Linked DNA regions of Mus musculus: region 2 is linked to region 1. The links are chromatin contacts, called in public HiChIP or PLAC-seq maps. All regions are on one chromosome and are shown on one strand. The core of a region is the stretch at or near the end of the contact, and the rest is flanking DNA. Distances in the headings are between cores, read along the strand shown. Region 1 overlaps Npas3 (neuronal PAS domain protein 3). Region 2 overlaps Npas3 (neuronal PAS domain protein 3).

The links. HiChIP or PLAC-seq counts read pairs in DNA pulled down with a chosen protein or histone mark.
Region 2: a contact with region 1 is called in an H3K27ac HiChIP or PLAC-seq map of oligodendrocyte precursor cells, with 3 times the contacts expected there. The contact joins two enhancer-like sites. A contact is called at or near these places in 1 of 39 promoter capture datasets (stem cell-derived epiblast-like cells), 1 of 115 datasets of contacts at active chromatin or transcription factors (oligodendrocyte precursor cells) and 1 of 9 other capture datasets (embryonic tail).

The regions. Positions count from the first base shown.
Region 1 is chr12:53,290,428-53,294,618 of GRCm38.p6, forward strand. The region is part of intron 1 of Npas3 (neuronal PAS domain protein 3); the gene reads left to right. It overlaps Gm51419 (a long non-coding RNA gene), which reads left to right. Exons shown (of 2, transcript XR_003950183.1): 1 at 1-3,628; 2 at 3,691-4,191. Among named protein-coding and RNA genes, the nearest start is that of 1700030L22Rik, 25 kb to the right of the region's middle. Within about 2 kb of position 1,809, at least 104 of the 459 cell types and tissues checked have an H3K27ac peak or open chromatin away from gene starts, as enhancers often do. A contact at or near this core is called in oligodendrocyte precursor cells, where this site is marked.
Region 2 is chr12:53,862,895-53,867,085 of GRCm38.p6, forward strand. The region is part of intron 5 of Npas3 (neuronal PAS domain protein 3); the gene reads left to right. Gm35614 (a long non-coding RNA gene) reads left to right here. Exons shown (of 2, transcript XR_381599.3): 2 at 1-4,191. Among named protein-coding and RNA genes, the nearest start is that of Gm35614, 33 kb to the left of the region's middle. Within about 2 kb of position 1,732, at least 18 of the 459 cell types and tissues checked have an H3K27ac peak or open chromatin away from gene starts, as enhancers often do. A contact at or near this core is called in oligodendrocyte precursor cells, where this site is marked.

The DNA.
Region 1 (4,191 bases), core at 559-3,058:
AGCAGTGGTATCAGTGAGTTGAGGAGGCCTGGGATAGGATTTGCACGTGCATTTTTGAGATGGGAACTTCTTCAAAAAACACAATGGAACCACAATAATGTCCCCATTGTTCATTCTTAACAGAAGACCCATTTTCTTTCATAGGGTGGAAATAGTTGACATTAATTATCCTCAGTCATGTGAATATTCTGTGATTTTTTTTCCCCCCACTGTCTCCTAAAAGACTTTGTGGAAGGATGACCTCTGAGTCTGCAGCTCTGGCTTAGTCATTCAGAAGTTCTGAAGCTCAGGATCCGATTCCTAAAAATGGCTGCATCGAGGGATTTCTCTGATTGGATGTCAACCCCTCAAGTCCAGAGTATAGTGTGCAGAAGGATGTAAATAATTTGAGGACCAATTTATGTCGATTTCCTTTTAATGGGGGTTCTTTAAATTATGATAATGATTATCGCTAAAAATTTATGGGGGCCATATGTCCTGGCATGTCTAAATATCCTGTCTTAGCAAGGCCTGCTTATCGTCACCTAAGGACACGCTGGTGAGGAGGAAGGCACATCTTAGTGGTGGGCTTGACAATAGAGCTCTCCATGACCTCTGTCTTACGTTCGTGGAATTTAGGCCATGTTTGAGTAGATGCTCCAGTGCGCTGTAGAATCTGTTGGGCTTTGCTTTCTAGTCGGTAACCTGCAGGACAGACATCCACACAACACAAGCACCACAGCCAGGGACTGCTTAGGAGGATTCGCCTTGCCTGCCGTGTTAGCTGTTCCTACGCAAATCATAACCCCCAGTGTTTCCTGCAGCATTTGTCTAATGCCAAAGAGACACGTTTTGTCTAGAAAACAAAAACTTCTGTTAGACTTTTAGCTTCTTTTAGACTTGACTTTCTTTTGGAATTTTCGGTGGAGGCTTTCTGAGGAAGTTTTTGGGTTTTTTTTTTTTTTTTCCACGTTTATTTGCTTGTTTCTACATATGTCCATGAAAGATTGTATTTATTGAACAAATGAAATGGAACTAAACTCCCAAGAGAGGGCATGCCATGGAAGAGGAAAGAAATCAGAGGCTGAGATCGGTCTCAAGGGCTCACAGGAGGACAAGCAGTCAGCCTACGTGTGTTTCACAAGGATGCTCAGGTCTTAGAGTCGGGGCCTGGATGTCAGCAGCTGAGTCTCCATAATGCATGGGAAGGATCTAGGAGAAGCTTTACGGTTCTGTCACAGCATGGCTGGTGAGAGAAGGTGGACGGTCGTGATCAAGGGCAGATGGCTGTGAGTGAGGCATCAGTCAGAAAGTCCACAGTGCTTCATGATTGACGTGAGTTAACCTGTCATTCAGAGAGGGCATAGAGTGGGCATTCTCACAGATACCTGAGTGGACATGGAATTCACCGGGGATTCTGAACTCTGTGGAATGCCACGCCCTTTCAGATTGCCACTGTGTAGCGGTAGTTTGGGGACCTCACTTTCAGAGACACGAGCAGGGGGCTCTGAGTTGACATCGCTCACTTGCGTTTGTATGATTTGCAGGGAGCATAAGAGCCACGGGCTTTCCTCCCCACAAATGTGCCCACACTTAAGCTTATGTTTTAGGAAAAAGGTAGGAATGTTCAGAAGTCTTAACCCGGGTTCCGCTGAGAAACGCATATGCTAATAAGGAGAAAGGGGAATGTGTTCTGTTCAATAGAAAATATTTTGGCTAGACTACCGGGTGCCTACCTTGCAAGGAATCACAGATATTTGGCATGTTCAGAAAAGCGTTGGACGGGGCTGATTTGTTCTGACCATCAGGAAGCTGTGGAGCCAGGACCCGGGGAGCCGTCTGTTTGCACTGGTTTATGGTGCTGAGGTCAGTGGAGAGGGAGGGTTTTGTTTCCATGACTGCATGTCAGTATATTTTTAAAATGTGACCTCCATCTAAAGGTGATACTAACAATAATCAATTCATACATGATTTTGAAATATTATTTGGTGGGGGCCCAGGTTGGAACTATCATCTTGAGGGGGCTACTGAGTCGTGGGCTCACCAAGTTTGTGGTGGCACTGCCGAGGATTGAGGGCAGGGTCGGACATTTTTTTCCAGCCGGCCTGTGGGAATGCAGGTCTCCCCTCCAGAGTGGATATGATTTTACTCGATTTTTTTTTTAAGGTGGAGAAATGAATGGGGCATGCATTCATGTTTTTCACCTAGGCCAAGTGGAAGACTTTGCAGTGATGTAACCCATTAGGCTAGAGAAGCTTTTCTGTGCACTGCCCCGCAGGGCCGAGAGTAAGTTATGAATGCCGCACTGTTCTCAGCCCAGAGGGCCTTGCCGGGAAGAGAGCGGTGTGCCTGGGCCCCAGCTATTGAGAAGATGCCAGTCAGGAATGAAAACGTCTTTCATGAAACTATAGCTAACTTCCCTGTGACACATTACCATAAAGCAGGGATATTTTAAAAACCAACAGTCTGAAAATACACACAATACTTCATAAAAGTCGGAAGGCTTTATGTTCGAGGGTGCATGTTGAGTGACTTAAAAATAGACAGGTTTGTGTCAGAATGCTTTTGAGGGAATTGTTCTAAGTAGCTTTCCTCCTCGCTCCCTCTGTCTGTTCACAGCTCTGGTTTCTTTTGCCTTTTGGTTGAAATTACAAAAGATGTCTTCTGAGACAAACGCTGGCCCATGACATCAGGACGAAGGAATGCTCGGCCTGGCCCAGCGTGTGTATAGCATCAGCTGCTTAACAAAATGTTACATTTTCCAGGGTGGATTTAAAAATTCCGGAGGATCCCTGAGTGTAGGGGCTGAGTTCAGACAGACTGTTACAGGAGCTCTTGTTAGAGGCATGCCAAAATGAGAATTTTTTTTTACGTTAATATTACAGACTTCCTACTCCCCTCCCCCGAAACAGAAAAATGTACTGTGGTCTGTATAAGACATATGATAAAAATTGATGGCTGTAACCACAGTAGGCTAGCATAGAATTTTAAATTTTGAAAAAATTATAGATGTTACAGATGTAAATTTGAATACTAAATTTTTGATTTGTTTTTTGAGTTAAATTTTGTGGACTTATATAACTCATATTCAGTGAGAATACATAAAATAATTTTAATTACTCTTTATTATTGTTAGGTCTTACCAGGACTTAATTTGGAACATTCCATATCATTTCCTGTATTTGGAGAGCACATAAACAGTTTGACCATAGTTCAGCATATGCATAAAATATTTATTTTTAATTTTTAACTGTGAATATCCAGTTAAAGTTCGTTATTGTTATTAATCTCTACTTCTACATCAGCAGAAGAAAATGGAAATTCTTGAAAAATTTGCAACAAGTACAAGTTCAATAAAATACATCAAGATGTCAATATATAAACAGTTCAAATCAGAAATCAGATGTAAGACATCTTTCATTTGGTGATTTATTGCCAATATATGTAAAAGTTATTATAGGAACTATATGCTGCTAGATTCTATTAAAGTATAATTAGAGAAACTAAGCATTTTGGTAAAGCCGTGTGTACCAAGAACAGTCTGAATGGATCAAAGGATTTCTTCTCACATGGGAAGAAAGAACATTAAACGCTAAGGAAAAAGAAGGCAAGAATAATGGTCAGCCCTCATAGGCTGAGCGTGGGTGGGGTCTGGCCCTCATAGGCTGAGTGTAGGTGAGGGCCGGCCCTCATAGGCTGAGCATGAGTGAGGGCTGGCCCTCATTGGCTGAACATGGTAATGGCTGGCCCTCATAGGTTGAGTGTGGGTGAGGCAAGCTGGTGACGTCTGTCCTATGTCAGTTCACATGGATGCTGCTCCTGAGTTGAAGAGGGGAGCTGGTGAGAAGGAAGAGTTTTCCCACGTAACGAGACCTGGATGCCTCGGAATTGATGACAGCTGTCGAAAGTCAACCTTCATGTGATATTTAGATATGCTTTCAGGACATGGGGCTATTTAGAAATAACATGAAGACAGTAGACCAGACTTGGGGGTTTGCCCACTGATGCTTTTGTATTGAGGACATGGACATAGCTGTTCTGATATTAGAACCCAATGGGAGGAACTTGTGGATGTAGAGGGTAAAGGGGATACCTTAGCAAGGTTTCCGGATACATTCTCCAGCTGACCTGCAGCTTGTAGACATCTACTCCTTAGTCGTCTTACTACAAGTTATTTCCTCTACAAATGTTTGCAGTCTTCGTAAGTATATT
Region 2 (4,191 bases), core at 482-2,981, 570 kb after region 1:
AAAGATAGAAATCTATCAATGAATTTGTAAAAGCTAGGTGTTCTGGAGTAAAAGAAGGGTTTGGGGAGGGAGAGGGTTCTGAAGGCCACCAGCAAGAAACGATGGAGCTGTAGAGCAGTGTCAGAAACAAGCATTGGAATTGTATACATATACATTTATATGTATATATATTTAAAATTTACAAATTTTAAAGGCTCGTAAGAAAATAGTGAACAAAAATTTCTAAATAATTTTGAGAGAGGTGTCTCAGCAGTTAGGAGCACAGGCTGTCCTTGCAGAGGACCCAGGTTCAATTCTCATATGCACACATATGGCAGCTTACATCTATCTGTGACCCCAGTCCCTAGAATCCAACACCCTCTTCTGACTTCCTTGGGTTCCTGAACACACATGGTGCACATAAACACATGCAGGTACATACACATAAAAATAAACAGATAAATCTTATGTCTAAAGCAGAAAAAAAAAAATCACCCAAAGAAGTTTTAAAGAACCTTCAACGGGGAAGCTTTTCCAGCTGCGGCGCTTAGTCACAAAGAATGCCTCCATTCCTTGGCCTGCCCAGAGAGCCCTGCACTGTTTTGTCTTGAGTGGCATTCAGGATTTAGATGCATACATGTATTACTTGCCATATGAGATACTCGTGACACTGGATTTTTGATGTGGGAACCACTTGTTCTTGATCTCTGATGACCGAAGTGAATGAAATGCATAGCGGTGAAGGATCGCCAGTTGTCTTCAAAGAATATTATTGTCTTAGTCAGGGTTTCTATTCCTGCACACAACACCATGACAAAGAAGCAAGTTGGAGAGGAAAGGGTTTATTCAGCTTACACTTCCACGTTGCTGTCCATCACCAAAGGAAGTCAGGACTGGAACTCAAGCAGGTCAAGAAGCAGGAGCTGATGCAGAAGCCATGGAGGGATGGTACTTATGGCTTGCTTGCCCTGGCTTGCTCAACTTGCTTTCTTATAGAACCCAAGACTACCAGCCCAGAGATGGCACCACCCACCATGGGCTAGGCCCTCCCACCCTTGATCACTAATTGAGAAAATGCCTTACAGCTGGATCTCATGGAGGCACTTCCTCAAGGGAGGCTCCTTTCTCTGTGATAACTCCAGCCTGTGTCAAGTTGACACACAAAACCAGCCAGTAGAGTTCTCAAAGGATATGAGACTAAACTTAGGAAATATGACAAGTATAAGAGGGTCACTTTTCTCTTAAAATTCCAAGACCAGTTATTTGGCAGTAGTCATAAAACAGTGAGGTTGTGAGAAGACTTTGAGCCTGGAATCCCAGCTACACCAGACCTGCAGAGCAAAGCGTCTACTGCACACCAACTCACCTTCTGCTTAAGGTAGCAGAGGGATCATGAGGGATCACTGCTACCAGCCTTTGCTGTCAAAAGCCTCTCTACCTTCTCTGAGTCTATACAACTCAAGATAATCTCACAAAGAGTCTCTTGCATTCACTCATTGTCTGTATCCATTCATTCATATTTATTCTGCATATATTTGTTGGCCACTGGCCATGCATTATGCTAGCCCTGGGGGTGCCATAATATTCATAACATCCTGGCCTCTGACTACATGATCCAAAAGACTTTGGTGACAGTGATATCTTTGTTAGGATGTCCTAAGAATGAAGGGATTCATCAGTATCACAAGTCTGACTTGTGTTCTCTGTCATGGCTTCTTTAGCATAGGGATGGCAGTCTAGTGAGTGTCTCCCCTGTGGGAACTCATGGACTCTTGCCAGGTGCCCGTCTCTGTGCTGGACTGCAAAGCCATCTTTCTCCCTCCCTCATGCTACCTGTTCTGTCAGTGTAGATGACTTTAAAACAATGCCTTCTGCTTTTCTTCTTGGTTTCTTAGCATGGTGGCTGGTCTGGTAGGAGCTCCATACAAACATTTACACCAATGCCCATCCCCTCCGTTTGATTAGAAAATGAAAAGGTTTGTTTCCCAGCTACCCAGGGATGAGCTGGAGAAGCACACCAGCTTCTGGCAAGTGGTCAGAGCTCCACATCCGTGTATGGCAATTTGCCACAGACCAACCTTGAAAGGAGTCAAGGCCAAGCAGAATTGCTGAGAGGCGATTTGGGCTGTGTGATCCAAGCCTCTCTGTGTCTTACCAGCATAATCTGATTTGATTCTCAGGGCTTAATTACACCGGTAGAAACCTTATGTAGGAAATTTTCCACCTACCACATCTAATTAGATATGTCCCCCAAAACTTGAACCTTGGGTCACTGCAGTTTACCTAAGCACAGTAAAAGCTCTCTGTCTTAGCTCATTATCCGCATAGCTCCTTCCCCGGGGAGAGTGTATAGCATACCCTTTAACCTGGAAATGATGTGGCTGCCCAGAGGGAGAGAATCCACACACAGAAAAAGAACAATCTGTGGCTGGCCCTGACACTCAGAGTTTGTGTGTGCATGAAGAGGCCCCCCACGTGCCTCTTGAGAGTCTCCAATGCCCCTACCACTGCTACCCAGGCACTGCCTCTCCTTTTATCTTCACAGTATTGCTGTGTGGGAAATAGAGAAGTCTTACCAGTTTTCACAAAGAGAGGGAAATTATAGCTTGCTGACTGACCTCTGAGAGATCAGAAATGTGTGCTGAGTCCACCTCATATTCTCTACGTGTGGGACGGGATGAGTGGCGCAGTCTTGGAATAGGTAGCCTAACTGACTCCTAGCTTGCCCTCTGCCTCCCTCCCCCTACCACGCTTTCATCCCCAGCACAAAGGAAAACCAGCTTGACATAGGCACACTCATCAACTAAGTATTTATAAAGACCCTGAAAGCTGCAGAGAGGAGTATAAAGGCATTTAAGATGTGTGTTCTGTATCATTGGAAAGCTTAAACCTAAATTGTAGAAATAAGGCAGAGACATTAACATTTAAGGGGTGATACATAGTCTCCACTGATGGAGTGCTGGGTGACTCAGTGTCTCAGTAGGACAGAGGCAAGAAAGAACACGTGGCTAAACAGGGAATATAAAATGGGAGTGGACCAGACTATGACTAATGAGTAAAATGGATCTGCTGGGAGAAGGGCATCCATGTGGAGAAAACTAGGTGAGCAAATGCTAGCGACAGAAATAGGCAAAGCATTTTGATGCAAAGCAAATTGCTGAAACACAAATCAGAATTTACATAGAGATGAGGTGGAAAGTCTTTTCAAACTGGTAGACTGGGAACTCTTAAACACCAACTGACCTTTTTAGATAGGAGCATGATGATAATCTTTTAAGGGTGATTCGAGTGACGGAATAAAACAGAGATTCTCTTTTTCCAAACCCTCACCATCCTCTGTGTCTCACAACCTCTGCCTCAACCTCATTTCTCACAGCGTTTAGCAAATCACTAAGCATTCTGCATTATCTAACATACCCCGACATTACAGTGCTACCTAGGGAATTTGTTCTCGGTTTTCCTAAGGTATCACAGCAGGTCAGATGTGATAAAGCTTGTGATGACCTCTGCTTGCATTACCTACATACAGCAGTTGGCCTGGCATGAAACAGACAGTTGTTGTCACTAGAATCCATGCTCCATGGAAGCCAGTGAAATTTCCCTGCCCTACATTTACCCAATGCTTGCTCTGTATGGAGCATGGCACATTATTGACGTGCCATCTCCAGTCCTCCCAACCATTCAGTGAGAAAAGAATGAACAGTGCTGGAGCTCCTCCAGAGCACCATTCATTTTACATGGCAGTGCTAATTGGTTAATTGGTACCAAATTCCCTTCTTTTAACTTCTCCTGGATCTTTTCTATATCTTTTATTCACCTGGAGTACCTGGTATAATTTATGATACATGAAAATGCTCATGCAATTTTAATATGTTTTATTATATTAAATTCCATACAGTATGCTTCTATAATATTTACCCCCAACTCCTTTCTCTAACTTCTCTACTCCGCACCCACCCCCAATTTGATGTCATCCTGGTTTTTTGTTTGTTTGTTTGTTTAATAATCTATGAAGTCCAGTTTGTGCTGCCCACATATGGGTGCAGAGCTATCCAGTGGAGCATAGTCAACCTACCCGGGGTCATGTTTTAAAGAAAACTGACTCGTCCTCCTTCGGAAGTCATCAACTCTCTATAGCTCCTTAGTTAAGAGTGTGGGGACTCTTGAATCTCTTCCCCTAGCTACTTGCTGGATTACTTACTGTCTGGCTTG